7 separate regions of the Mus musculus genome follow, and regions 2, 3, 4, 5, 6 and 7 are each linked to region 1. The links are chromatin contacts, called in public HiChIP or PLAC-seq and promoter capture Hi-C maps. All regions are on one chromosome and are shown on one strand. Each heading gives the region's core, a stretch centred on a gene start, on an enhancer-like site or on the middle of the called end of the contact. The rest is flanking DNA. Distances are from core to core; before and after follow the strand shown. Region 1 holds the start of Erich1 (glutamate rich 1). Region 2 holds the start of Cln8 (CLN8 transmembrane ER and ERGIC protein). Region 3 overlaps Dlgap2 (DLG associated protein 2). Region 4 overlaps Dlgap2 (DLG associated protein 2). Region 5 overlaps Dlgap2 (DLG associated protein 2). Region 6 overlaps Dlgap2 (DLG associated protein 2). Region 7 holds the start of Tmem255b (transmembrane protein 255B).

Evidence for each region. Promoter capture Hi-C pulls out the DNA fragments that hold promoters and counts their contacts. HiChIP or PLAC-seq counts read pairs in DNA pulled down with a chosen protein or histone mark.
Region 2: an H3K27ac HiChIP or PLAC-seq map of embryonic stem cells shows a contact between it and region 1, with 4 times the contacts expected there. The contact joins the promoter of Cln8 here to the promoter of Erich1 in region 1. A contact is called at or near these places in 21 of 39 promoter capture datasets (the 3T3-L1 cell line, 3T3-L1-derived adipocytes, the C10 cell line and 14 more), 1 of 15 datasets of contacts at CTCF or cohesin (large pre-B cells), 14 of 484 Hi-C or Micro-C datasets (CD4 T cells, the G1E-ER4 cell line, Sertoli cells and 8 more), 27 of 115 datasets of contacts at active chromatin or transcription factors (the NIH/3T3 cell line, astrocytes, bone marrow-derived macrophages and 15 more) and 4 of 9 other capture datasets (adipose tissue, embryonic stem cells, liver and 1 more).
Region 3: a promoter capture Hi-C map of second pharyngeal arch cranial neural crest shows a contact between it and region 1, with 4 times the contacts expected there. The contact joins the enhancer-like site here to the promoter of Erich1 in region 1. A contact is called at or near these places in 5 of 39 promoter capture datasets (3T3-L1-derived adipocytes, cranial neural crest, frontonasal cranial neural crest and 2 more), 4 of 115 datasets of contacts at active chromatin or transcription factors (embryonic basal ganglia, embryonic hindbrain, forebrain and 1 more) and 1 of 9 other capture datasets (embryonic stem cells).
Region 4: a promoter capture Hi-C map of liver shows a contact between it and region 1, with 5 times the contacts expected there. The contact joins the enhancer-like site here to the promoter of Erich1 in region 1. A contact is called at or near these places in 20 of 39 promoter capture datasets (the 3T3-L1 cell line, 3T3-L1-derived adipocytes, the C10 cell line and 11 more), 1 of 15 datasets of contacts at CTCF or cohesin (stem cell-derived epiblast-like cells), 12 of 484 Hi-C or Micro-C datasets (the HPC-7 cell line, bone marrow-derived macrophages, cerebral cortex and 7 more), 24 of 115 datasets of contacts at active chromatin or transcription factors (the NIH/3T3 cell line, VIP interneurons, astrocytes and 14 more) and 5 of 9 other capture datasets (adipose tissue, embryonic stem cells, liver and 2 more).
Region 5: a contact with region 1 is called in a promoter capture Hi-C map of embryonic stem cells, with 5 times the contacts expected there. The contact joins the enhancer-like site here to the promoter of Erich1 in region 1. A contact is called at or near these places in 12 of 39 promoter capture datasets (the 3T3-L1 cell line, 3T3-L1-derived adipocytes, cranial neural crest and 5 more), 1 of 484 Hi-C or Micro-C datasets (bone marrow-derived macrophages), 17 of 115 datasets of contacts at active chromatin or transcription factors (the NIH/3T3 cell line, VIP interneurons, craniofacial prominence and 11 more) and 4 of 9 other capture datasets (adipose tissue, embryonic stem cells, liver and 1 more).
Region 6: an H3K4me3 HiChIP or PLAC-seq map of forebrain shows a contact between it and region 1, with 7 times the contacts expected there. The contact joins the enhancer-like site here to the promoter of Erich1 in region 1. A contact is called at or near these places in 7 of 39 promoter capture datasets (the 3T3-L1 cell line, 3T3-L1-derived adipocytes, cranial neural crest and 4 more), 10 of 115 datasets of contacts at active chromatin or transcription factors (SST interneurons, VIP interneurons, astrocytes and 5 more) and 1 of 9 other capture datasets (embryonic stem cells).
Region 7: a promoter capture Hi-C map of the SN4741 cell line shows a contact between it and region 1, with 4 times the contacts expected there. The contact joins the promoter of Tmem255b here to the promoter of Erich1 in region 1. A contact is called at or near these places in 8 of 39 promoter capture datasets (3T3-L1-derived adipocytes, the C10 cell line, the SN4741 cell line and 4 more), 2 of 115 datasets of contacts at active chromatin or transcription factors (both in embryonic stem cells) and 2 of 9 other capture datasets (embryonic stem cells and liver).

What each region holds. Positions count from the first base shown.
Region 1 is chr8:14,088,912-14,091,611 of GRCm38.p6, reverse strand. Erich1 (glutamate rich 1) reads left to right here and starts at 1,285. Exons shown (of 6, transcript NM_001034862.2): 1 at 1,285-1,371. The coding sequence starts at 1,350.
Region 2 is chr8:14,887,182-14,889,881 of GRCm38.p6, reverse strand. It overlaps Cln8 (CLN8 transmembrane ER and ERGIC protein), which reads right to left and starts at 1,346. Exons shown (of 3, transcript NM_012000.3): 1 at 764-1,346.
Region 3 is chr8:14,668,225-14,670,924 of GRCm38.p6, reverse strand. All of the region lies in intron 4 of Dlgap2 (DLG associated protein 2), which reads right to left. Among named protein-coding and RNA genes, the nearest start is that of C030037F17Rik, 97 kb to the left of the region's middle. Within about 2 kb of position 1,369, at least 7 of the 459 cell types and tissues checked have an H3K27ac peak or open chromatin away from gene starts, as enhancers often do. A contact at or near this core is called in second pharyngeal arch cranial neural crest, where this site is marked.
Region 4 is chr8:14,841,569-14,844,268 of GRCm38.p6, reverse strand. It overlaps Dlgap2 (DLG associated protein 2), which reads right to left. Exons shown (of 16, transcript NM_172910.3): 15 at 619-771. Among named protein-coding and RNA genes, the nearest start is that of Cln8, 46 kb to the left of the region's middle. Within about 2 kb of position 1,353, at least 22 of the 459 cell types and tissues checked have an H3K27ac peak or open chromatin away from gene starts, as enhancers often do. A contact at or near this core is called in cortical neurons and liver, where this site is marked.
Region 5 is chr8:14,820,986-14,823,685 of GRCm38.p6, reverse strand. Dlgap2 (DLG associated protein 2) reads right to left here. Exons shown (of 16, transcript NM_172910.3): 10 at 991-1,343; 11 at 71-112. Among named protein-coding and RNA genes, the nearest start is that of C030037F17Rik, 56 kb to the right of the region's middle. Within about 2 kb of position 1,310, at least 7 of the 459 cell types and tissues checked have an H3K27ac peak or open chromatin away from gene starts, as enhancers often do.
Region 6 is chr8:14,739,280-14,741,979 of GRCm38.p6, reverse strand. The region is part of intron 6 of Dlgap2 (DLG associated protein 2); the gene reads right to left. Among named protein-coding and RNA genes, the nearest start is that of C030037F17Rik, 26 kb to the left of the region's middle. Within about 2 kb of position 1,314, at least 32 of the 459 cell types and tissues checked have an H3K27ac peak or open chromatin away from gene starts, as enhancers often do. A contact at or near this core is called in SST interneurons, VIP interneurons, embryonic basal ganglia and 3 more, where this site is marked.
Region 7 is chr8:13,434,082-13,436,781 of GRCm38.p6, reverse strand. Tmem255b (transmembrane protein 255B) reads right to left here and starts at 1,323. Exons shown (of 9, transcript NM_001143671.1): 1 at 1,115-1,323. The coding sequence starts at 1,169.

The sequences.
Region 1 (2,700 bases), core at 36-2,535:
ACATTGGGTCATTTCACTTCGAAGCTCAATGCATCAATTTTACACATCTCCGTTTGAAGTTGCTTCTTCCATGATCTTTACCAGTAAAGTAGAAGAAAGCAGCAGAGACCTATTATTAAATACTGATTTATTGATTCATTTCATGACTTATTCAAAGCACTGCTTGTCCTGCTTATTTGACAAGCATGTCTTTACTGGCTACTTGGAACATAACGACCTGGAGAAATAGCAGAAACATTGGGCTATGTTACCCTTAACAACCTGCTGACTGCCTCTTAGGCATCTGTAAAATTTCGCTTGCTTGCCCACCCCACCTTGTGGTTTTAGAGTATAAAACGCAAACAACAGACTGGAGCCCAACCAAGCCTTTCAGGAGCAACCCTGGCTTGAGTCCATCTGCGACATCTCTTCGCTTCTACTCTCACTGATGTCCGAGTGAGTGTTCCAGAGAGTCCTGCAATAGCAACAACCGCGCGCCTTCTCTCCTTCCAGATCCAAACCTGCGTTAGATAGGCTCTAAAAATGTTTTGAGCATTCTCTTCATAACATCAGGTCTTCCTCTTTCATCTTCTCAAAGATGAAACCCAAATCATTTGCTCCTGCATTATTTCCCTTCAAAGAGCCCATCTCTTTGGAATATGGTCCTTACAGTCTTCTTGGTCATGCTCCTCTATCTGACCTTTCATGAACGTTACCACCAGCTTGCAGACCATGTAGGAACTTGGCAGTCATGTTTCTGAAGACGCAGTTCAAGGGTGAAGACTCAATGTCAACAGGGAACAAGGGCTCCAGCGCGGTAACACAGCTGGTCTAAAAGCAAAGTGGAAGACGACACAATGAGAGGGATTCGTAGACGCGAAACAGATGGGAGCATCTCCAGCCGTGCAGCGGTACAACTGGCAGACGTGGTGAGGGGCGCGCGGAACGGATTGCAGGTGTCTGGGGAACCTTGCCTTGCTTCAAGCCTCCAGACCTTCCTTCTCTCCTCAGCAACCTTTCTCCAGCTTGCACTCCAAGTTCCGCAAGTGTGCAGAGCCGGTACTGTCCCCAGCTGTGTCTTGGCCCACGTCCATCACAGGGGCAAACCGCAAACCACAGGAGCAGAGCTTTCAGGCCGTCTGCCTTCCGCGCAGGCTCCAGAGCCAGGCTCCTAGAGGCAGAGTTTAAGCCACGCCCGGGCCGCATACGAACCAATCCGCCCCCGAATATGGATGATTGACATCCAGCGGCGGGGAATTCGGGTCCGGATTAGGCACTCCTAATATTGTGGGCGGGCCTACACGAGAGGAATCCGGAAGCGCCGCGCGACTGGTGGCGGCTGGGGCCAGAGATCCCGGCTGGGGTCCAGTATGTCTTCTCTTCGGAAGCAGGGTAGGCAGGAAGCGCGGAACGCGAACGGAGACTGGATCCGAGATACCCAGGGGTGGCGGACGTGGTAGGCTGATGGCCCTGAGCACTGAGGGATCGTAGGGGCTACAGGGACCTTGAGTGTCTAGGGCAAGATGGGACATGCTGGGCCCTGAGGTACCCTTCTTGTGGTGGCTTCCCCTTCCTGCTGGCTGGGTCTGGCGCTGTCGCAGCTTTTAGGGGCCTTCGTTCTCCCTGGACCACACTAGTGGAGCAGAGGCCTCACCGGACTCTGGGATCTTCTTTGCTGGGGCGGAGCTGGCGCGTGGGGATGGGGATTGGGGTGGTGGGTGGAGGACACAAGACCTAGAGTCTGGAGGATTGCCTTTACCTAGGGCAGCCAGGCCTGCAGTCATCTCTGGGTTAGTACCCTGAGGTCCTGAAGTGCAGTTCATGTGATAGGAGTAGAGAATATGAGACTTTTCTGTGTTTAAAACATGCTTCTCTCTTGTGAAATGGGAGGGAGGTGGAGGAGACGGCTAGTGGCAACTGTATATAGTTAATAAGTATCTGCTTAAAAAGCAGGAAACTAATTTCTCTGCAAGCAAGAAAACCATGAACAAATTAGTATAGTCCCCATCCTTAACTAGCGACTTTCCACTTCAGCCTCAGTGACTTAAGTTTCATCAAACTTTATGGGGGTGGGGCGGGGGGGGGGGTTGGAAGTAAGATGATCTCAGGGATCAGAAAGGACAGATATAACCCTTTCAAAACAGTCTGATCTGATGTTGTGTTTCAAGATGAACATAAGTGTTCTTTACTGAGCAGCAAAACCTTTTTCTAATCCTTGCAAGGAAGAGGATACAAACACTTTATAGGTTCAGCTGTTTCCTGGGTTGACGCCACACCCTGTGCTTTCTCTTCTTGAATTCCCTTCTATGTTCGAGATGCTTCAAAACTTGGCATTAAATGCAAGGAATTATATCATCTATAAAGCACCTCGCCAACTTTAAGACTCTTTTTAACCTCAGTAAATTAAGGTAAAATGCAGGAAAGCTTTTGGTCGTTTTAATCAGACACTAAACTACTCTCTGAAAACAGTCTCTTTTTCTGTTGAAGAGACTATATGACAGAATTATCAGGTAAAATGTAAATAGTTGAAGGATACTGTGTTTTCCAAAGAGTGGGGCTTGTGAACCCAAAACATAAACCTGGAAGTAGGCATTTAAGCCTGAGAAGGCCAGCTAGGATGCCTCATGGTGGTTATATGGGGATGGAGGAGGGAGGGAAAGCATGAGAGAGATGGGAAGAAAGGTTTCTAGGAAAGACTCAGCTTGGTAATGAATAAGATAC
Region 2 (2,700 bases), core at 97-2,596, 800 kb before region 1:
CTGAATAGCACAGGGAGAGCTTTCAAGGTCTAGGAGCTTTGTTTCCATAACAACTAGCACCTAGAGGCTAGGGCGGGTCTACCAGAGCTTGGGTGGGTGTAGTGGAATCTCATATTTTCAGAATATCTGAGGTTTCCTTAATCATAGCCTTTCCCACTCTTCCTAGAGAAAAGTTTAAATAAAAAAATACAAAACACGGGAACAAGTCCAGTGTATAGCTACAGATTTCATACATAAACACGGTCAGAAAACAAATATCGATACCGACATGAATTCAAACAGTACTTAGGAGCAGCCACCTACTCTGTCATTCCGACGACTCTGAAAGCCTTCTAAAAGGGCTTAGGCACCCTTTTCTAAGGCAGCAGCACCCTAGCCCCAGGACCTCCCACGGTGTGCTGAGAGCTAGGGGTCCTTCCTATTCCCGCTCCCCTTCACTAAGTGCTGACACCACCCAGTCCTACCTCGCGGAGATCTGACCAACATCGCCTTTCACCCTCTGGTCCCATGATGATCCACACTCAAGTTCCTCATCCCCTAGCACTGTACAGACCTAGCCCAGCGACCGTGGTCCATCACTTTGCTGCCCCAAGTTCTCTTGCGACCCAGGTCGACCTATCCAGTCGGACCCAGTCTGAATCGTCCACCCGCGCCCACGGTGGCCCAGGACCTATACACCAAATGGAATGCTTCCTCCTCGGGTGGCCAAGCAAAGACTGCGCTGCTGCAGGCAGGTGTATACAGGGTGCCCTTCACGTCTCACCTGCATTCAGGTGAGCAGAAGGGGGGCGCCGCCTCTTGGTCCATCAGCTGCTTAGACTCGCTGTCCCAGGAGCTCCTGAGCCGTAGACACACCTCGTGACCGGAGCCAGATAGAATACCGGTCGCTGAGTGGCACTGGAGACTAGGGCCCCACGCCCATCTGTGTCCCCGCCTCAGCTGGGCACCCCGCTTTCAGGCCATCCCGCCCCTAGCACCGGAGAAATCACCCACGACAGTGTCGCGCGCTGAGCAAACACTATCCACTGCGCACGCGCACTGCTGAAGCCCTAAGCCTCGCCTCCCTAGGACGCTACCAAGGTAGACTCGGGGGGCACGAGTTGGGGTAGGATCATCCCATCCAGCGCCATGGGGGTGCCTGGAGCAGGCTACACAGTTCGCAGCGCGCTATGCTAGATTTGACTATCGTAGCTCAAGTTGGTGCTGGGACCTTAAGAGTGGTACGGAGGGATCAGTGGAGGAATTCCTCAACCCCCACCCCAACTGACCTTCCACGATCCTCTGTGTGGACCGTCCCCCAAGACCCTCCTACGTACACCCCTTCACTCCCTGTCCCTTCCCTCTTTCCTAAGTCCCTAAGGCCTCTGACGTCAGAGCGCAGAGGTGAAACGCAAGCGCACGCGTCTCCTGGTTGGTGCTGCCAGAGCTCCAGGCGACTGCATGGAGTCGAAAAACTTGCTCAGGCCGACAAAATGGACCGCACTGTGTCCCTTGCTACAGCAGCATTGTCTTCCAGGCGGTGGTAACCAGCTCCTGTCTGCACAAGTACAGTTCGGGCTTACGGTCCCTTAGGAAAAGGTGGCTGTGAGGCGTGTGCAGAGCTACCCTGTGCTCCTGCTAAGAGCCGAAGCTAATTCAGAGCCAGCATTATGAGAAGAGCAAAGACCTCCCGACCCATTCCATGTACCTACTAACCAAGCGGGGCTGGTAGGGTAGCGGTGAGAGGTGCGGAATCAGTCCCCTCTCTCTGAGCAGATAATCAGCACTTAGTACCCTCATCTACCTAGCATAGCAGGAAAACCAACCTGGCTCGGGATTCACGTCTGGCCTCAGCACTCCTTGTGCAATGTCTGCTAGTCAGGTGCTTGCAATTGCCTGGCCCTTATCTAGACAGGGCAATTGCCCACCCTACCCTGGATTGCAGACAGGTGGCCACATAACAGAGTCCTCCCTAGAGCCCTTTATCATACCATATCTTGATAATTAACAAGATAGCTGGTTTAAAAGACTAGAAGGAATAGCGTCCTGTACATACCCACCCTCCTGGTTCTGATATTGTCTCTGAACACCCAGGAATTGCAACATAGTTAACCAGGCCACCTGCAGAAATACCTTTGAGAAACATCACACAAGATGGATAGAATGGCTAATGAGCTGTGACTTCAGCCCTGTGCCCCTGTGACTTGTGATAAGGGTCCCTTTACAGCAAAGATTTTACACCGACGTTCAAGTTCTGTTATTTTCCTGAGGTTTCATCAATATTTGGTGCACCCCAGAGTCCATGGTTGGCACCTTAGTTTTTCCACTTGGCTGGTATGAGCAATAACATAGTTTCAAGACCACCCTAAGCTGCTTGAAACCCTGTGTCAAAATAACAAGAGAGATCTGGGTGTGTAAACAGCGTTTAGTAATACTGACCTTTGGCCAGGTGGAGATAGGAAGGTCAGGGGTTAAAGGTCATCTTCAGGGAAGGAGTTGATTTTAAGGTCAGCCTGGGTTAGACTGTTTACAAACACACCTTTCCTATCTGACCGCAGTTCCTGCATCATCACCTGCAAGTTTGCACCCCAGGCACTGTTTCCATCTGGCCAGCCTGGCTGGATGTCTCCTCTAAGCCCTCCTTAAGCCTCTCTTGTGTCAGGTTCCCACACCACACAGCTCACTCATCCATCCAGATGTTACAGTTGCCTGTCCCAGGCA
Region 3 (2,700 bases), core at 120-2,619, 580 kb before region 1:
GCAGGTTAGATTCTCTGCACAGAGCTCCCGGGAGAACAATATCTGAAGCTGTGAGGGTGAAACTCAAGTTGCAATGGAAACCCAAGGATACAGAGTGTCCATGAAAGAAGCTGAGAATAGAGTGAAGTCAGTCTAAGAGAAAGGGCACATGGGCTAAGGATGGGAAGGCCATTAAGGAAAGAATAGTCAAGTATGTATGCTGTAACTGCAATGGTGCCTCCACAAGTCCTCAAGCACAGACATGGAGTTATAGAATTAGATACTCGTTCTTCTGAATTTTGGCCTTCTTTGGGTCCCATTTTTCCTATTGATACCTCCATGCCTCCCTTTTGGAATGGAAGTATTTAATCTGGCCCATTGAATATGGCTCATATGTAACTCTTAGCTGTTAGCTAAGAGTTGTCTTGAGCCTCACTGAGAGGAGTCCTTGAACTTACGTTTTCTGAATAACAATGGAACTGTTAAAACTTTGTGGACTCATAGAGACATGCCAAATCCATTTGTGCATCAGAGACAGAGGTAAGCCTTTGTTTGGGTCAAGCTGACAAGGACTTTACAATTGGCTAACTTCCATTGTCGACTCCGTTAGATTTAGAATCACATAAGAGACAGTTGAGCACACATCCAGGTGTGATAGTTAGGGGTTCGCAGAGGAGACCAATTGAGGGAGGAATATATCATGTCCCGAGGTCCTTGACAGAATAAGAGGCAGAAAGAGGAAAGCTAATAGAAATCTGGCATTCTTCTCTCCGCCCTCTTGTTGAAGTGATGCGAACAGCTGTTTCCTACCACATACTCCTGATGTCATGATGTCTTTCCCAAGACATGATGCCCAGAGATAATGGAATGAGATCCTCTGGATCCATGAGCCAAATGAGCCCCCTTCCCTTCCCTTCATTTGTTTCTTCCAGGTGCTTTGTCATGGAGTATAAAAATAACTACCATGCTGCAGAGTAAATAGTACAATGACAGAGCCCGCCATCGCAATGAGGCCCATGATACCCAACACCAGTGAAGCATATTCTCATTCTGTGTGAGACTCCGAGCTCCATACGACCTTTGTATGTGACTCACCTATCACCTCAGCTAGGGGGTTCTCTTTGGTTCCAGGTCATAGATTGAGCATGTGAGATGGAGAAGGTACATGTCTATGTCCAGAAGGACATACAGAGGCCCAGGGATACCTGGACGTCCACCCGCCAGACACAGCCCAGGGGTTCATGGGGTTGGAGCATGGCTTGCCCTTGAGAAGGAAGCTATTGCCAAGTTTCATTTCTGAAATGAAAGCAGCTATTATCTGTTGAAAGACTTCTATGAATCAAGTCCATTATACCATGAGCTCATAATAACTCTCAGATGTCGACATGACCCCGCTCGTGAAATGAGGAAATTGTAGTCTAGCAAGGGCAGAGGAACTTGGACCCGGGGGCAGTGTGAGAAAAGGTGCAGAGCAAAGTGCTATCCCCAAGACTCTTTTTAGCCTCTCTCTGCAGTTAGCTCAGAGGGGATTACTCTCCAGGTTTCTTGCCTCACAGTGAGGCTGGCTCTGCATCCCATCCTATAAGAAGAAAAGATGGCAGAATATATTAGAGTAAGGCTTTCCTAGGTATTTTGGAAATATGAAGAGTGTAGCTTTTCAGCTAGATGAAGCTATAGGTTTTGGCCAGTACAATCGGTTGGGTAACCACACCATTGTCACAATCCAGCATATCCCAGAAACCTCCTTGCATATTTTTTTGATAGTTGGTTTCCAAGGAGGTAGATATTATTATTATTATTATTTTTTTTTTCAAGAATGTAGGCTGGAAGCTCATTACCCATAGCTTTCTGTTTCTTGAAAGCATCCCCCACTGCAGGCTTTCCAGCCTCCTATAGAGTGTGTGTGTGTCCATGCTCCGTGGATCATTCATCTACTGGACTGAATAGAGCAGCGTATTTGCCTACCTTTCATCTACCAAAGGACAGCGGGTGGTTTGCAGCTGGTGCTTAGGGATACAGTTAACTTCAAGCCGTCACACAAGCAAGCTTCTTTTGCAGTGGTGGTATTGATGACTGCAGTATCATAATTGAGAATGAGAGACATTGAAGGCTTCTGTGACAACCTCCCACCCCAGCTAAAAAGAAACAGTCTAGACAGGAAGCCACTGAAGAGAGTCCTTTAAAATTATGATAAAAAACGCTGAAGTATATCTCTTCACAGTTGATGAGTTCTGGCAGGGGGCAGGAAAGAACTCAGTTATCTTTAAGGAGCAGGGCACTGAGAGTTTGACCATGCTCCAATGAGTATACGGGCAATGCAAATTGGGGTTGGTATATTTTTCTCTTTTGGGGGGTGGTGGTAGTGGTACTGAGCATGCAAGGGCAAGGGCAGGAGACTATACCTGGGAGGATTGGGGTGTGAGTGTGATTGGGGTGTACTCTATAAAATCTGCAAAGCAAATATTCAATAAAAATATTATATTGGAAATAAACAGTTTTGTATAGCCATGCCTTGCTTTGTTGAAGATTAAGCATCTGGGAAGGGAACTGGACCACACACTTAGAGCATCTTAAACTCTGGGTCCACTTTCCTTGCTGTGGATGCCATCTGGCTTCCTGGTTTCCATCCATGGTTCCCCTTGGCAGGATCTATTCCAATACTGGTTTAACAAGTTCGGTTTTCTGCATCGTCCTCATAGCCGGCCACTGACTGTGTCTCTG
Region 4 (2,700 bases), core at 104-2,603, 750 kb before region 1:
TTGCTGACTTGGACTGCCTTCCAGGGCTCTCCTGAGATGATGTCACCATGCAGCAGGAGCCAAATTCAGACTTAATGCAAATTTTCAGCCTATTTAAGGATGATGAAGCTCCATCAGAAGACCACACCCTCAGACTGCTCCGAAAGGTTTAAATGCAGTCACGCCCTTAGCTCCCTACATGTACCAGGTAAAGTGTATTTGGATAGAAGACAATTGTCATCTTAGCCAGACCTAAGATCTTACCTGTGGGAGATCAGCTAAATACAATCCAAACAGAAGTTGGATGAAAATGAGCCAGGATTTATCCCTGGAGGAAACGAGATTAGAGATGTAGGGATCTTTCCTGGTGTCTCTGAGATGTCTGTGTACCGGAGATAGAGCAAGACACCCACTGCTATTCTCGAACCTAGGATTCCATTCCTGGCCATTTGTGTATGTGCTTGCAATACCCCTCCTCCATCACACACACACACACACACACACACACACACACACACACACACACACACACACAATCTGTTCCTGTATTAAATGTGGAGAAATCCGCTATCATCTGGTACCGGAGCAGGCGCCAGAAGCCTACAAGCTTGGGACCACCGCATCACATGACTGCATTACCTTTCTTTCGGGTGACTCTATTATCTTCCAGTCATTGAGCTTCAGCTGGTGCAGCTCGTCAAACTTCATGCTGACATCTTCCACAGACAGCTGCAGCATATCCCAATAGCCAGCTAGATCCTGTGAGGTGGGTCTTGGCATGGCGCTGGGGTCCTGTGGAAACACAGGGACATTATGGGGGGGGTGTCTATTCTTTCTCCTTTAAGTCACTCAAGGAGAAGCCCCACACGTTTGAAACAAGGCAGGAGATTCTTCCTGACCACCTCAGCCCAGGCACATGCCAGTGGCTTACAAACACGTAGCATATCCCTTTAATGCTTCAACTTGAAAATCCTGGGGGGCGGGTAGAATGTAGCTCAGTGGTACAATACTTGCCTAGCATGTACAGACTCTCTGGGTTCCATCCTTCAAATGGTTTGCAGCTCAAGAAAGCCATAGAGCCATGTGACTTAATCAGATGGGACGGATTGCCCTGTGGGTAGGCCACTAGGATTATGGCCATTTTTTTTTTCATTGTGTTTATTTTGATGGGTCCTAGCTCTAGTTCTGAGGATTAAGCATGACTTCAAAAGGTAATGTGATTTAAGTTTTCTCCCATGGAGAGTCAAGTCAATCTCTTGAAGGAACAAAAGACTCAAGGACACCCCCTCCCACTTAACTCAGCCTGTCCAAGGGGTGCCACTCCACCATCCACAGGCAGAACCTGGGCTTCTTCTCAGCCTAAGACGAACCTCACTTCTGCACAGTGTATGGTCCAATTGGCTCCCTTTTTTTGAATTATTTATTTTATATAAATGAGTACACTGTATCTGTCCTCAGACACACCAGAAGAAGGCATCAGATCCCATTACAGATGGTTGTGAGCCACCATGTGGTTGCTGGGAATTGAACTCGGGACCTCTGGAAGAGGAGTCAGTGCTCTTAACCGTTGAGCCACCATCTCTCCAGCCTGTTTCAATGGGTTCTTACTGTGACAGTTAAGCACCGATTCTGTGTGTGGTTACCTAACTCAGTGTGAGGCTGGCTTATTCTGTAGAGTTACACAATCAACATTTGTCCAAAAGTGCTTACATTGTTCACATTTCATCAGTGGTCTGGGTTGAACATTGTTTGGTTCACAGCTGAGTGAATGCTCACGTGGAAACTATACCCGTTGGGCACCATTGCCTCTTCCCAGTTCACAGGCACTCAAGTAACAGCCTATGTCACCAGGGAGGGTCCTAGGGTAGAAGGTGAACTTTCACAATGTGAAAGTTCCATTTCCTCCTAAGTGGGGTTCAGAGCTGGGCTCTGCTGTTCGAGCCTGTTCTTCCATTGAAACACTAGATGGCGACGTCTGTCCATATGTCTGCCAAGCTAAGGCTGACTCTGGCAGTCCAAGATTTCTGTCTGATTCTGCTTGAGTGTGTGGGAGAGGGATAGCTGCATTATAGCTACATCACAAATTGCCCATGCCTGCACAGCTTGGAGAAACCTAGGAAGAGGTGTCTGTCTTTCCCTAGGGTCATTTCCTAGACTTAAGGATGGGCAAACTTCCTACAAATGTTTACTACCAGCAGTGGCCCCAGCAACCATGAACCACGGCTTTGAGAGCAAATAATATGCTCTGTCTTCCGCCTATGTCTTCTGACACTGCCCTCCAATGAGGGTCTCATAGGTCCCAAAGAGAAACCAAAAGAAAAGAAGATAGCCAACCAGATTTTTTTTTAACTTGCAAGGCTTCAAAGATGTCAGGGTGGGTCATTTCAAGGCCAAATCAGCTCCATCAGGTGCAGAAGAGGGGTGCAATTAAGAGGCTCAAGGGTGAGCTTTGTCCCCCCTGCAGAATGATCTGAACCGAGAGGCCTCAGAGGCTGTCTGGCCACCCTGAGTACAACTACACAGAATAGCATTCCTTATGATCAATCTAATCTTGCATAGGTAGTGCGCAGAGGAAGGCAGAGCCACACATAATGGCCAGACATTTATCTAGTTTCATCTCCCAAGGTCGCACACCTTCCAGATCACCCTTTAAATGTCGACAAAGCTTCATGCCAAAGGTGCCGTGTTATCATGCGAAATGTCCTGATGAACTTTAATGGG
Region 5 (2,700 bases), core at 61-2,560, 730 kb before region 1:
TATGAAGAGTCCAAAGAAGAGAGAGAAAAAACTTCATGCGAGCTTGGATTTGGAGAGGGTTGGTACTTACATCTGACCTTGGGTAGGGTTGATGATCGGGGAATTCAGAATCCTAAAAAAACCAACGAAGCCACAGTGTGGAGACCTGGCTCAAGGACCCAGGCCAGTGGGCCGACACCCCCCTGGGTTTCTTCCTGTCCCCCCAGTCCTATGTGGAACCAACCCTTCCAGCTCTGTGAACTTCCTCCTTTGCAGGATGTATGTGTGGAGAATTAATCACTATGATTTTAAAACCTGCCACACAGGCTGAGCTGAGGCGCAGAAGCAAGAGGCAAACCTACGTTGGCAAAGCTTGGCTTCCGCAACTGTGTCTGCTAGGGCTTAGAGGAGGTCACCTGATGCCGTTTGTGAGACAGAGCCCTATTTTTTGTATTATGTGTGCTTCAATGCACCTGAGTCAAGCTCTCTGAGTCAACTGAGGAGTGGGAGGGCCAGCCAGGCTTGGAGCAGGGAGGATAATGGGATGGTGGGATACCCTTGCACGGCTGACACTACAGGATACTGCTCCTGTGTGTAGAGGCCTCTGGGACAGAAGGCCAAGAGGAAGAGCCCAGCTGCACACTGTTCCAGTTGGTCACATGCTCAACTCACAGCACTTGGGTCTGTCTGCCTCTTTATTCCCAATACTCCACGAGGGCTGATGTGTTTTCAACAAGTTCATCACCCCTGTTATAGACATCTGGACAACCTCTCCAAACCATCTTCCTAGCTGTCAGTCCTGAGGACCATTAGGTAGTGTGTGTGAGGGAAGTACATGAGTCTCACCTCCCTGGGCTCTGTCCTGGGGTCTCTCATGCTGTGGCAGGCACATATGGTCTCTCAGCATCATTTACTGCCCTGCTTCTGTTAAGGGGCCAAACACTTGGGGCTGTGACTTGGTTTTTGACTCAGCCTGTGCAGGCGCCAGGGAGGGTGGTCAAGGGAGAGTACCTGGACCCCGATGGAGGAGCAGCGACTTTTCAGGAGCTCTTCAGCCTTGGATGCCAGGACCGCCTTGTCGATGCTCCGTGTGGAGCTGCTCTGGGTGTCCGCCGCGTGGCGCTGGGCTGCAGCTGTTTCCAGAGCCAAATTCATGGCCTTGTTGCTGTCTAGACTGTCCATGGAGTTGTAGAGGCCGCCACGGCTATCTTGGGGCCAGGGGGACATCCTCTGGGCACGGCTGTCCTGGTAGGCATCCTGTGTCGATTCCGTGCTGCTCTGGGCCGTCACAGAGATCAGAGGCTTGGAGGTGGTCCGTGGAGGCACCGGGGGAGGCGTCTTCTTGTAATTTGTGTAGGAGACAGCTGTAAGAGAAGAAGGCCTAGTCAGGGGAAATCCTCCATTGAGCTGGTCTACAGCTCTGATACGCAGCTCAGTTAGGCTGTTTCTGGGCATCTGGCCCGAAAAAGTCAGGCGAGTGGACAAGATTCTGTTGTATTTAAAGATATCTGTATGGATATATGTGTAACAAAAGGAAAATCATAAAAGCACCTAAAGAATCTAGCATATAAGTTAAAAAATGTGTGTGTGTGTGTGGGTGTGCATGTGTGTGAGTGTGCATGTGTGTGAGTGAACATGTGTGTAAGAAAATGTATGTGCGTGTGTGAATGTATGTGTGAGTGTGCATGTGTGTGTGTGCGCGCATCTGAATGTAAGTATGTGTGAAAATGTATGTGTGTGTGTGTATGTGTGAAACAGAACACTTCTATACCACTGATTTCATGAAGGTCACCATGTTGTGCCAACACCCCTTTTACCACACCAGGTGAGGGAAGCAGGCGGGGTCCCAAATCAGAGACAAACATGAAATGCACACATAGGGAATCACTGGTGTGAGAAACCAGGGCACATTGAAAATGTCAGTCACATTTATTGCACAGTGAGTGACAGTATTTGCAATTTTCTCTCTTCTGATTGTATTTCCTACATTTCTTCATAATGAGTAGCTGTTATTTAACACTCACAAATAAAGTGAAGTGAGCTCACCATGGCAGCACATAATGCCGATGAGTGGGAATGCAGTTTAAAGGGAACGGTGGCAAGAGTCAGGAGAGAAGCTGGTAGAGAGAGAGAGGCCTTTGGTCCTGTGAAGGCTCCACAGATGCCCCAGTGTAGGGGAATCGAGGGCAGGGAGGTGGGAGTGGGTGGGTGGGTGGAGGAACACCCTCATAGAAGCAGGGGGAGGGAGGATGGGATAGGGGGTTTGTGGGAGGGGAGAAACTGGGAAAGGGGATAACATTTGAAATGTAAATAAAGAAAATATCCAATAAATAATAATAATAATAACAATGATAATAATAATAATAATTTAAAAAGAAGCTGGTTGAGAGCTGGGTGTCACAAATCAGGCTAAGTTTTTTTCTGCCACAGAAAAAGTACCTTGAATCCCCCCTTTCCTTTCCTTTTCTTTTATTCACACACACACACACACACACACACACACACACACACACACACACATAATAGAAAAGAGATTTTCTTTGAGTTTTTTTTTTTTGTTGTTAATGTGGATCTATCTAAAGAGAGTTATTAAACTAAAAGCATTCCACATTTTCAGATTCAGAGATGTGCATGGTGAGATTCTTGCTCCACCCACTGCTCTCTGTGTCTCCACCCACTGCTCTCTGTGTCTCCACCCACTGCTCTCTGTGTCTCCACCCA
Region 6 (2,700 bases), core at 65-2,564, 650 kb before region 1:
GGGTAGGTGCTGCTTGTAGGTTGAGCACTTTGGCATTTTAAAGACACAGCTCTAGGACACTCTCTGGTCAGGTCTGAGGAAGAACACAGGCCATGGTAAGATGGCTTGGTAAAATTTTAATGACCACGGCGGCAAGGGGCATAGTGAGTATCAACAAAGAGAAAGGGGGGCAGAGAGTTTTCAATCATTTTCTCATCTGTTTACACCTTCTAAGCTTTTCTAAGTCATGTATTAGTTTTGCCAGAACCCCGAATGTCACTACATTTCCGTGGAAGCAATGCACCCCAAAGGTGATGGGCTATAGGGTGCTCAGGGTGAAAGGCTAGGGTGAGTGGGGATTCAGGGGGAAGCTGGCGATTGGTGGCCAGTACAGGCTTCTTGAGGGAGGCTCCAGGGGCCACGTAGTCTGAATCTGGCCAGTGGAATGGTGCAGGCAGAATAAACAGCACTAGAAGGGGCAGGTGGCCAGCCCCTAGGCTGGACCAGAAAAGCCTGCATTCTTCATCTCTCAGTGTGCATTCCAGGTGGTGGTCACGGGGAAGAGGACAGAGGGGGAAGATGCTAGCTGCCTCCAAAGGAGAGGCTCACACTGTGGGGTTTATGGAGAGTTTTATTTTATTTTATTTTAAGCCAAAAACATGTTTTCATAAAGAACAAGGTAAAGATTTTTTTTTCTTTCCCCAGCAGCCTACAAATTAACTAACAAATGAGACCAGCTTGTCTGTTTCTGTTTCTGATTTGAGAAGCCAATTTCACAGCCTTTGACAGAAAGAAAAAAAAAATTCAATACAGAAGGAGTGTAAAGCAACCGATTTCCAGAGCATATGCCTGGGCTATGAAAAGCCACCAAGTCTCAGTAAATAAACCTTCCCCTTATGGGGGGAAAAAAAACGCAAAATGTTAAAACCCGCAGCAGAACGCAGAGAAGTGGCCAAGTGCGCACCTGGCACTTGCATGGCGGCAGCTTCACAGCCTCAGGGAAACAAGCTAGAGGCTTCCAGCCCCTGCAGAGCCAACCCCCTGCCTCCGCTACACCAAGGCAATCAGCTACCCCGATTGCCAGCACGCAGTGGTGAACAGCATTTATAATTTCTGTAAAAGAGGGGCTCTCCTGAGATTGACATCTGCGTGAGCCGTGGCACTGTGCTTTAAACATCTTTCTTTTCAACAGGCAAGGCACAGGAGAGAGGGGCTAGAATGTCATAATAACGTCCCTTTTAGGTAAACCAAAGGGACATGCCATCTAAAGCTGTGCTCTCTCGGGGAACATTTTCCTCATTCCGTCAGCAACATGTGTGTGTGTGTTTTAAACAAGTATCAAGTACATGAGCCACGGGGGAGAGTGACAGCTGGTCCCTGCATGCCGTGAACGGAGGGCAGATGAATGGCAAGAGATCTAAGTCGAACATCCCATGGAGTTACCAGTCTTTCCACAGACCCATCTGGGGAAATTCAATTCACGCAGGGGAGTTCTTTCACACACCCAGGGGTCCAAAGATGCTTGTTTTAAGGGAGCCGTGTGTGCAACTCCACCAAGAAACAACTGCCTACATCCTGCACAAATCTGAGACAGTTTTCCTTGAGCCTTGCTATGCTTTGTATGAAAATCAGGCTTATTTGTCCTAGTTGGCAATTTTAATGAGCAATGGATTTTTTTTTCTAGAATATAACTACCATGTAAATCAAGGGGAGCGAGAAAACGTTGCTCAGTTGGCAATTTACCAGGAATTGTTTACCATTTCCAAATCCCCCAGGGCTGGCAGAGCCTTGCTGGAGTCTGAGTCCTCATTATAACACGCCTGTGTTGGTCTAATTTGTAGCTCTCCAATTACTGAGACCCTTCACTCAGAAACAAATACCAGAACACTTTATTCTGTGCAGATTTGCTAAGCCCCAACATTTTTTTTTATTAAAATACTTTTACTTAAAAGTTACTTTCTTCATTTTTTTCTCTTACATTAGAGATCAGGCCGTGAACACATATTTATCTTTCTCCCTCCATGTCCTGTATGCCCCACCCCTCAATAATGTGTATTTAAATAGGTCATATGAGTTTCATTTTAGAATACTCAGAAAAATATTGAAAGTGTTTGAATAAAGGGACACACAGTCTGATGAGTTTATGAAGAATTATAAGAGAAGAATTGGTTCTTAACCAATGCTGCGACCGTTTAATATAGTTCCTCATTTTGGGGTACACCCCAATCATAAAATTATTTTTATTGTTATTTCATAGCTATAATTTTTGCTATGGTTATGAACTGTAGTGTAAATATCTGTGTCTTCTGATGGTCTTAGGTGATCCCTGTAAAGAATTCTTTGACCCCTCCCATGGGGGTCATGACCCACAGGTTGAGAACCCCTGTCAGAGCAGGAGCATAAGGAGTATAGCTAGTATTAACTGTCCACTTGACACAATCTAGAATCACCTGGAAGGACAGTCTCAATTGAGTCATTGTTTTTATCAGGCTGTTCTTTTGGCACACCTATGAGGAATTGGTACTTAAGGTAGAAAGATCTAGCCCACTGTGGGCAGCACCATTCCCTAGGCAGGTAGTTCTAGGCTGTGTAATAAGGCTAGCTAAGCATGAGCCAGAGAATAAGCATGCAAACAAGCCAGCAAGCAGCATTCCTCTATGGTTTCTCCTGCAGTTCCTTGGCTGTGAGCAAGCCCCTTGGTAGAGATAGTAATGCATGGAA
Region 7 (2,700 bases), core at 74-2,573, 650 kb after region 1:
GACCTTTAGTTGCTTTTAAGACTCTGTCTCAATAAAAACAAACACCTCCCACAAACCATTTCAAAGTCTGGAGTTTCTTATCAGAAGAAAATTCAGGTGTAAACCAAGTCACCCTAACATAACAGCATTGGCAGCTGGAAACATAACAGCTGCTGGTCAACGCTAGCTATCAGCTAGGAGAATGAACGGATGACCACAGAGCAACTGGCCTTACAGAAGAGAAGGTACGGCAGTCTCTCTCAGAAAGAAGCCAGACTCCTCCTCCTCCTCTTCATCATCATCATCATCATCATCATCATCATCATTATTATTAAACAGCACTAACCAATCAGACTACCCAGAAGTTTTTCCACCAGGGTTTCCAACGATCACCAGGGGTTCTGAAAGGATCATCAAGAGCCACCCCCACCCATTCTGACCTAATCCCTTAATCCCACAGCAGAGGGTCACCATGTAAATCTCCCCCACCCTCTGCCCTGCAGGAACAATGGCCCGCATCCCTCCAGGGTCAGGCTGCCTCCCAGAAGAGCACCCATGCTTAAGCGGCTGGAGCCAGAGCTTGCACCAGGTTTCCTGTTTTCCCAGACGGACCTGGCTTTCAGCTGTGTCGGGCTTGATTCGGGAAAGGGAACAATTAGAGATGGAGAGGCTGGGGTGTGAAGCGGGTGGAAGCCCTCGCTGGTTCCAACTCTAAAATCCCTGAGCACCTTTCCCTGCCCCCCTCAGGCAGGATGTGCTCCCTGGTTCTTTCAAACATTTCCCTGAAAAGTTTAGAAACTGAAAGAAATGCAGTAGGGCTGGAAAGGTGTTGGTCTGGGATTTAACCGCTTATAAGGACTTGGGTCTGTTAACAAAAAGATAACACGGGGGACAGAAACAGAAGGGGAGAGTGGATAGGTCAGTGTGGAGAAGGATGAGGCACCAATGGATAGGTGATCTGTACCACATGAAACCAGACCTAGTCCCAGCCCCAAACCCCAAAGGAGTCCTGTGCCCAGAGTCCTGAGCTGTGCAGGTAGTTCCCCTCTTAGAGCTGCTAGAAACTTGTAACCCAGCTCCCGGGTCCCCAAATTGCCTGCCAGCGGCAGAGATACCAACGATGCCCTTAGCTAACCTGTGGTGTCCAGCAGAGCCAGAGGGCCTGGCACGGGCGGTGGGAGCGGCTGCATTCCCGAAGTGCCCTCCACTGGGAGGGCAGTGCCCCGAAGCTCCTCCTGCCCGGTGATTAGGTTTCAGAGTCCCAGCAGTTTCAAGAAATGCAGCCCTGTGTCCGCTCTCCTCTACTCCACCGCGCTTCTTTCTACCTCTCCTTTGGTCATTTCCCTTCTCCCTCCACCTCCCCTCTGCCCCCACCATCTCCTACACCTCCCTTCCTCCCTCCAAGGTCCTGGTGCCTGCCAGCAGCTCCTCCTTCTCTTCTCCCCCTCCTTTTTCTCCTCCCCCCTCTTCCCCTTCCAGTCTCTAGTCCCTGGAAATTAAGAGTCTAAGAAAAGACCCACCGACCCACCCACCGAGCCAGTGAGAAAGAATGTACCTGAAGAAACACTGTAGACCGCTGGCCTGAGCCCAACGCTCGGTCAGAGGTGGCCCCGCAGACCAAGGACTGGGTGGCTCAGGTGGAGGGAAACAGAAAGACAGCAGGTGCAGAGCAGGAATTCTCCACACAGCTGGAAAGGACTCAAGCCCCGCCTACTTCAGACCCCCAGCTGAGCCCTCCCGCATCAATCATTAAGAAAATGCTCTACAGACTTGCACACAGGTGATGTGATGGACCGAGGCATCTTCTCAGTTGGGGTTCGGGGGAAGGGGGTCTGCATATAGCATGGAAACTCAGGTTCTGTTGTGAGCATGCCCCAACCCAGCAGCTAAAGTTCAGAGTGAAGGCTGCTATGGGAAGCCAGAGAGGGGCTGCAAGAAAACAGGCAAGCAGACTGGGCATGTCTTATTTAAGTTCCTTAGTTAAGTTCCTGTTGCTTCAATAAAGACACCATGGCCAAAAGCAGCCTGGCAAGGAAAGAGCTCCTTGGGCTTATATGTCTGATCACAGTCCACCATTGGAAGAGCCAAGGCAGGTACGGAAGCAGCAACCACGGACAGGCTCTGCTTACTGGCTTGTGTCTCATAGTTTGCTCAGTCTGCTTTCTTAGACCACCCAAGACCACCTACTCAGGGGTGGCACCTCCCCCAGTGAGCTGGGCCCTTCCACACCAGTCCTTAACTCAGAAAATGCTCAGTAGTCTTGCCCACAGGTGATAGGACAGAGGCAGTTTCTCAGGTGATATTCCTCTTCTAAGATTACTCTAGCTTGGGTCAAGTTGGCAAAAAACTAACCAAGACGGAGTACCATGCATGGCAGCAGTAGGGGAAAGTAAGTCTTTTAAAGACTATTAATGCATTGCTTAAAAGGTTTTGAGAACCAGGAGTATAGTACTCAATGGTGAAGTGCTTACATAGCTCAGTGTTATAGTAGTTACACAGTTCCATAGTAGGGTGCTTACATAGCTCAGGGGTAGAGTACTTACACAGTTCCATAGTAGGGTGCTTACATAGCTCAGGGGTAGAGTACTTACACAGTTCCATAGCAGAGTGCTTACATATAACTCAGTTGTAGGGTACTTACACAGTTCTTTAGTAGAGTGCTTACGTATAACTACTCAGTGGCAAAATGCATACACAGTTCCATAGTAGAGTGCTTAAATA